Regions from separate parts of the Salvelinus alpinus genome. Here region 1 is linked to region 2. A link is a contact called in public Hi-C data. All regions are on one chromosome and are shown on one strand. Each heading gives the region's core, a stretch centred on a gene start, on an enhancer-like site or on the middle of the called end of the contact. The rest is flanking DNA. Distances are from core to core; before and after follow the strand shown.

Region 1 (3,418 bases), core at 178-2,677, 150 kb before region 2:
TGAATGAGTAGGTGTGTCCAAACTTTTGACTGGTACTGAACGTCAGCCTAACATATATTATTCAGGACAAACCACACCGCAGTATAAATATGTCAGTGTTGATGTACTGTATGTGGAAGTATATGATCAGAAGGAGCTTTAGAGTAAACTTGTATGAACATGTTTAAAGTGTCAGGTGTCCCCCTGTACAGTACCTCCATCAGAAAGACATCATTCTCCTTGGCTGTGTTGGTGAGCTCCAGTACCTCTCTTAGATTCATGGCCAGAGGTTTCTCTATGAGCACGTTCTTATGGGAGGTCAAGAAGAGCTTACCTGTGCTCAGGTGGTGAGAGTGGATGGTTCCCACATACACCACATCTGCAAAGAAAGATAGGGGTACGAGCATGGGTTTACAGCTCCAGTCAATTTAAAGCAACAAGCCTATACCACATAGGTTATCAGGTTTTATCCCAAGGTTACAGATGATTTGTGGCCTGAAATGGTCAAACACCTTGGCTATACAGTATCTCTTGTCAAAAGCATGAGTCAAGGTCATTTTTTTTAACCAGATCTGTACCAGGGTAAGGGATTTCATGATAGAACCCACCTATGTCTGAGTCTTTTGCTAGCTCCTCATAGCTCCCATAGACTCTTGGGATGTTGTGCTTTTTGGCAAACTCTTGTGCATGCTGGAGATTCCGAGCAGCAACAGCCACAATCTGAAAAAGATAACCATTTTCATTGTTTCAATTAGAGGTCAATTGAATATAATTTATTTTGTAAAAAATATATACAACAAGATGTATTCCTAGGGGATAACACTTAAAACGCTTATTTCTAAAGTGGTCATAGATGGTAATAGTATTTAGAGTGATAATAGCGTTTTAAATAACCTTTAATTTCTTACTTGAATCCCATCAACATTTATGTTAGCTTTTTCTCAACCACATTCCTCAATTTGGCAGGGTCAGGCAGTTGAAATTACACATTGTGCCTTACTTAACATTGATTAGCCCAGTATTAGGAGAATTACGGTAAAGATTTACACAACATGAAATCAATGGACAATTACGCAACCACAGAACATGGGAGTTATTTACAAAAAAATATGTTTTCTTCTTACTGATGTCACTAACGAGTAAAACATTCATTAAATTATTCTGCAATAATACCAAATGTCTTCTCAAAAATACACTTCACCCTTGCTTATAAGCGAGTAGCCTAATCGCGCAAGGGTTTTAGGATTCCTCCTCATTCCCAATCACAAATAACGTTTACCTGGTGGTCGTCGTGAGGTAGGGTCCTCAGAGCAACTGTAAAGTCGTGGCTGATTTTCCCTGCACTGCAGATTCCCCACCGTGTTGCCATGATTACTTCTGAACTAGCACGTCTCTCTATCTACCCCAGATAGATTTAGCAGACTTTTTTGATAAGGATATATTTCCCACCAGTAGGGAGAGACAGAATACCAGTAGCCGATCTCAGCTGGTTGCTTGACTGGAATTCCACTAAGTGGCGCCAGAGGCTTAACTCTGAAACCCAGACAACCCCCGAGGGCCCCATAAGTCTATTTATTAGCGTCACTGATGTGATACTATTATGCAGGTATTTAGTTCCAAATGTATTTTAGAGACCACCAAACTCAAACTCTATACACAAGAGGATGAATCAAATTATTGCAATGGTGTTCATAGATTATATTTCTATATTGAGAGCTGATTTCTTATCCACTGTCGATCACATGTAGCCTACATGTGTCGACACAATGTGATGCTTTGTCAGTTCTGTCTGCCCTTAGCCCTGCTCACAGAGGGCTGGTTGTTTTCTCAACAGAAGGATAGGCCACACCATCATTTCTCAGCCTGTAGAAGACTACAAGACGATGGGAACTTGGTCCAGGACAGCCCATAATTGTGGGCTATTTATATCTGTGCATTATCTGTCAAGGGCTGCTCCCAGGGTACTGCTGATGGCAGTCTCCCCAAGCCGCAGAATTTAACCAGGGACAACTCTCCAGATGTGATGGAAAACATTTGGGTAGCTGCCTGGTCTAGTCCACCCACCCCTTGCTATCAGTGTACCAGGAGAGCTGCTCACCTTTTACACTAGTGATACATGTAATCTCAGTTTGATCTAATGGATGAAGTGGTGGAGTTTACAGTGTTCACTTTAAGTACTATAGCCTATTGTGGATGGACATATGTGAAAATACACGCATAACAGGAGTTTAGAATAAGCTCGAAAGTTCAGAAAGAGTGTATTACTTGAGTTTGATGGATATAAGATAGTTAACATGTTGTTTGTTTGCGTTTCCCCCCTCCAATGGTTAACGGTCCATGACTGGTAATGCTGACTGGGAAACATCTGTCTTGAGAGATCATAAACTGAACTGATGCGCATATGCATTCAAAACCAACAAAATCACAAAGTAGTCAATTTATTGCTTTTTTAATTTGAAAAGCATTACTTGTAAATTTGTTACATTGAGGACTGAAACACTTCCACGTTCTCCATCTCGTAGCGCAGGTTACATTAGGCACAAAACAAGAATGCATACATCATTGAGTTTATTTTCGTATTTTACTTCAAATACAAACACAGAGAGGTGGTTATAGCAAACTGCATTGAAATCTCAAACTGTACAGAACTGAGAAGCACAAACATGCATTGACTCAGTTCAACATCTTCCCCCGTGGAAGGAAAAAACAACAATCATTCCTCAAGTCCACCTGTGGAATTACAAAAACATGTAAAAAAGTTATTTATTTTAAGGTACACCAGTAATCTATAGGTATGTGATCTAGAGCAGTTTGGCTGAGCTTCCACCTCCACATTGCCACCACCAGAGAACCCATTGATTTAACCTTGAAGTCAACAGTACAAACCCCCCCACTAAAACATCCCGATAAAGAATATCATTAAATATACCTCCAAATAGAGCAATCACTTAAGTGACATTGGCGTGTGTGTGTGTAAAGTATATCACATTCATACACAGGCAGAGCAGACAGTGAAGCTGTGATTGCTAGATTTCTGAAAAAACTTCCCAAGAATATACTACATGGCCATACGCACAATCCCAAGAAAAACACTGCATTTATTATTAGCCAGAGTGGGGCTACAAAAAATATATATAACAGCCCACATTGCAATGGCAAATACATATAGATATTTCTGCAGCACAGGAATAAGAGAACTAGCATGAGGATACTATAATTTATCCGTACATACTCCATCCATGCTGGGTCTGTTTGAGCATTTACAGTTGATGTGTATGATACAGTCAGTGATTGAGTGCTTATCTCTACAGCATACGTTTGAGAAATGTCAGTCACAGAATGTAGGACTCAATCTTGTGTCCTATCTGTTGCCATGCTGCATCCTCTTACTATTTTATTACTCTCATGCCAAAGGGTGGAAGGATGCTTGAGATGGTGT
Region 2 (3,343 bases), core at 306-2,805:
TTGAAAGTGGCAGTGGTACCCTTTAGCTCAGTGCAAATGTTGCCTGCAATCCATGGCTTCTCTGGTTGGGGTATGTACGTACAGTCACTGTGGGGACAATGTCCTCGATGCACTTATTGATAAAGCCAGTGACTGATGTGTAGGATCTATTATATTCTATCAAAATATCAAGTCTAGCTGAAAGTAACATTTATAGGATATAATGCTTTTATATTCTACTATCTTTCTATTATATTATATTCATTATATGCCATATTATACCAAAATATCAATTGAGTGATATGGAATGTTTCTGGAATGGGACTTTTTAAACTGTATTCCAATCTTACTGTCTGTGCACATAATGTAAACTTATAGAAAGAAAATTAGGAAGAATATAATTGAGCAGCCTAAAAATCTACCCCCTTCTCACACGCATACATTGGCATGTGATACCAAAGATTTGTATAACTAACCCAAGATAGACCACTGCTTGTCGTTTCCAACGGCAGCAAATGAATCACAGTGGGTAGGACAAGCAAGGAGGCGGGCAGAGCCAAGCAAGAGCGAGCGAGATCCTATTGGCCTGTTCTAGCATATTTTTGCATATTCCCGTTAGGGAATGCCTACTCTGTGAAGTGCGCGTGTGCAATAACTCAATCGGGCCTTGCACTCCTTTTAAACAACGCAATTTTAAAAAACTTTGGCAAAGGTTAAAGTCTACAAAACGTTGATCACTCTGTTCGTAAAAGACTGCAGTTTCTGGAATATAAAACTGTATTGAGATCAAATGTTTCGTTGATGAAAAAATTTGCAGAATGTCGGCCAAAATCCATCTCGCTCCGTCTTTTCCCACTGCCGGTCACTGGGCTTCCTCTCATCACCATATTTGGTGGTGAGTGGAAACGCCTACCGGATGCTTCAGATGTATACATCAGGATCATTCTTCGATCTGTAGTGATACTTATGGGTCCGTTCGTAAATTCACTCTGACGAACTGACGAATTAATTTACTAACACTCAACACCCATTGAATATGGCCCGTGTCAGTAAAGCGTAAATCCATTGTTGAGAGCAGCAGTTATAGTCACCAACGCCCTGGATAACATGAAAACAGCTCTGCTAGGGCGAGTAAACTAGTCAGTGAGGTGTTCTATTATTTGTGTCTGGAAGTAGCTAGCAAGCTTCGGCGCTTGACAGCTGTTGTGAGGTCAGAACGCTCGGATCAACCATACTCCACCGCCAGAGCGTCCAGTGTGCGCTCTGAACGCTCCGATAACGAAAGGCTCTGAATTTACGAACGGACAATCTGACAACGCTCTGAATTTTCGACAATTTGACAACGCTTTGAGCGTCATCCAGAGTGAATTTACGAACAGATCCTGTAACGCATTCAGATACTGGGTGCGTTCGTAAATTCGCTCTGGCTATTTACTACGATTTCAGAGCACTCTTGTCTGAGTGTGTCAAAGCGCAGAATAACTGATACGAACAACCAGAGCGCAGATTTACTTACACACCCACTGTTAACAAATTGTTACACAAATCAATGCAGTTGCTATGTAACCACAGACGCTTCACCCTCCCGGAAGTGCGTTGCTTAAATAAAAAATGGCGGACCACAGATTTAGCAGAGGTTTCAATTCGCCGGTGTTGTGGCTTTTTTCTGTGCACTCTTTAATCAAATTGTGTTTGTCTTTTCTCGCGTTGAGCGCTGTAGTCGTCGAAGGTCAAACTGAAGATACATTCCGAGCAGGAAATACCGTTTTTTCACCGGCCGTTGCAGCAGCACGGGATCTGCGGTAGGGGGTGCAGGCTAAACACAATGGCCTACCTTTGCTTTAGCTTGTATTTCAATATTGTATTAGGGGCGCATAGAATATGTTATTTGCTTCTAGAGCAGTCATTTTAGTTTAAAAAAATGTGCTCAAGACGTGGGATACATAATGTAATCAGAAATCATTCTATAAACTGAGAATAAATCAAATCTGCCTGGTTATATTTCTTTGCTGTTTGTTCCATGTTTTGTACTGCTGCCATGTTGTGTTGCTGCCATACTGTTGTCTCAGGTCTCTCTTTATGTAGTGTTGTGGTGTCTCTCTTGCCGTGATGTGTGTTTTGTCGTATATTTTTATTTTTAATCCCAGCCTCCGTCCCCGCAGGAGGCCTTTTGGTAGGCTGTCATTGTAAATAATAATTTGTTTTAAACTGTCTTGCCTAGTTAAAGGTTAAATACAAATAAAACATATCAAACCTGTATGGCAGGCACAACACTAACACAAAATGTTCAAATGTAGGCTACAGTTGACCGCCGATGAGTGAACATCACCTGGGTATCTGGGAGGTATAGCTCACTGCGGTCAAGTGAGCAGACACTCGCAAAGCCATCCGCTCTTCAGTTTTCGTGTGAAATTGTGCGCAAATATACAACACTTTACGGTGTCGCGTGTTTTCTGGTGGGGAAACTGAGTCTGGTGCACTGTCATGTACATATAGATGATAGCTACAAATCATTCTAAGCAAATAGTTTGAAGCACACTTATTCAATCTTCCATAATCAAAATTATACCACATCGTTTATTTCATTTTTGCGCATGATCAAAAATGACTTTGATATCACGGATAGAGTGAGGCTGCAGTAGCGTAATTGTCAATTGTTAAACCAAGTGTTTACAGTCATGACATACAAACACACACACACACACATCTTCACAACAAGTGAGCTTGTTTTTTTAGTAGGTCATTAATCCAGTGTGATGACCATTGCTATTATGCCAGCTTAAAATATGTGTTAAAATATTTGGTTATTCTATATTTTCAGTGAACTTTGAGGTAACATAATTACATTTTTACACAGTACAACTTTTTCTCACGTTTGACACTAGTACATTACTAATCCATTGTCATTAACATTGCAAAGCATAACATGCCCATATTATGACAGCTACAATGCCATCTAAGATGGTTGAAATCGTGAAACATGCATCAGAAGACAAAACCGTGGTGTGCCGTCTTTTCAAGAAATCGTGTCAGCCATACCTGCCCACAATATACATATACGTGCTTCTACACCTGCATTGCTTGCTGTTTGGGGTTTTAGGCTGGGTATCTGTACAGCACTTTGAGATATCAGTTGATGTAAGAAGGGCTATATAAATACATTTGATTTGATTTGACATAAGGACGGACATAGAGGAAGAAATCACAGGCCTACCAGATCGCACACTACAGAACAGTATAGCGTCAGTAAACAACATTTGTTGAAATCGCAGAAAGATATTGCAGACTAGCCCTCAGACTGAAAAAACTACAAATACTAACACATGGGTGTTTTAGAGTGATATATTTATGGAGAGGTTAACTG

Evidence for each region. A called contact is a pair of places that touch in the nucleus more often than the background predicts.
Region 1: a Hi-C map of red muscle shows a contact between it and region 2, with 14 times the contacts expected there. The contact joins the promoter of LOC139546647 here to the promoter of pofut2 in region 2. A contact is called at or near these places in 2 of 3 Hi-C or Micro-C datasets (muscle and red muscle).

What each region holds. Positions count from the first base shown.
Region 1 is chr20:30,608,013-30,611,430 of SLU_Salpinus.1, reverse strand. LOC139546647 (trans-1,2-dihydrobenzene-1,2-diol dehydrogenase-like) reads right to left here and starts at 1,427. Exons shown (of 7, transcript XM_071355266.1): 1 at 1,259-1,427; 2 at 588-699; 3 at 195-358. The coding sequence starts at 1,348. LOC139546645 (unconventional myosin-Ib-like) reads right to left here. Exons shown (of 29, transcript XM_071355265.1): 29 at 2,413-3,418.
Region 2 is chr20:30,458,237-30,461,579 of SLU_Salpinus.1, reverse strand. It overlaps pofut2 (protein O-fucosyltransferase 2), which reads left to right and starts at 1,555. Exons shown (of 9, transcript XM_071355260.1): 1 at 1,555-1,781. The coding sequence starts at 1,591.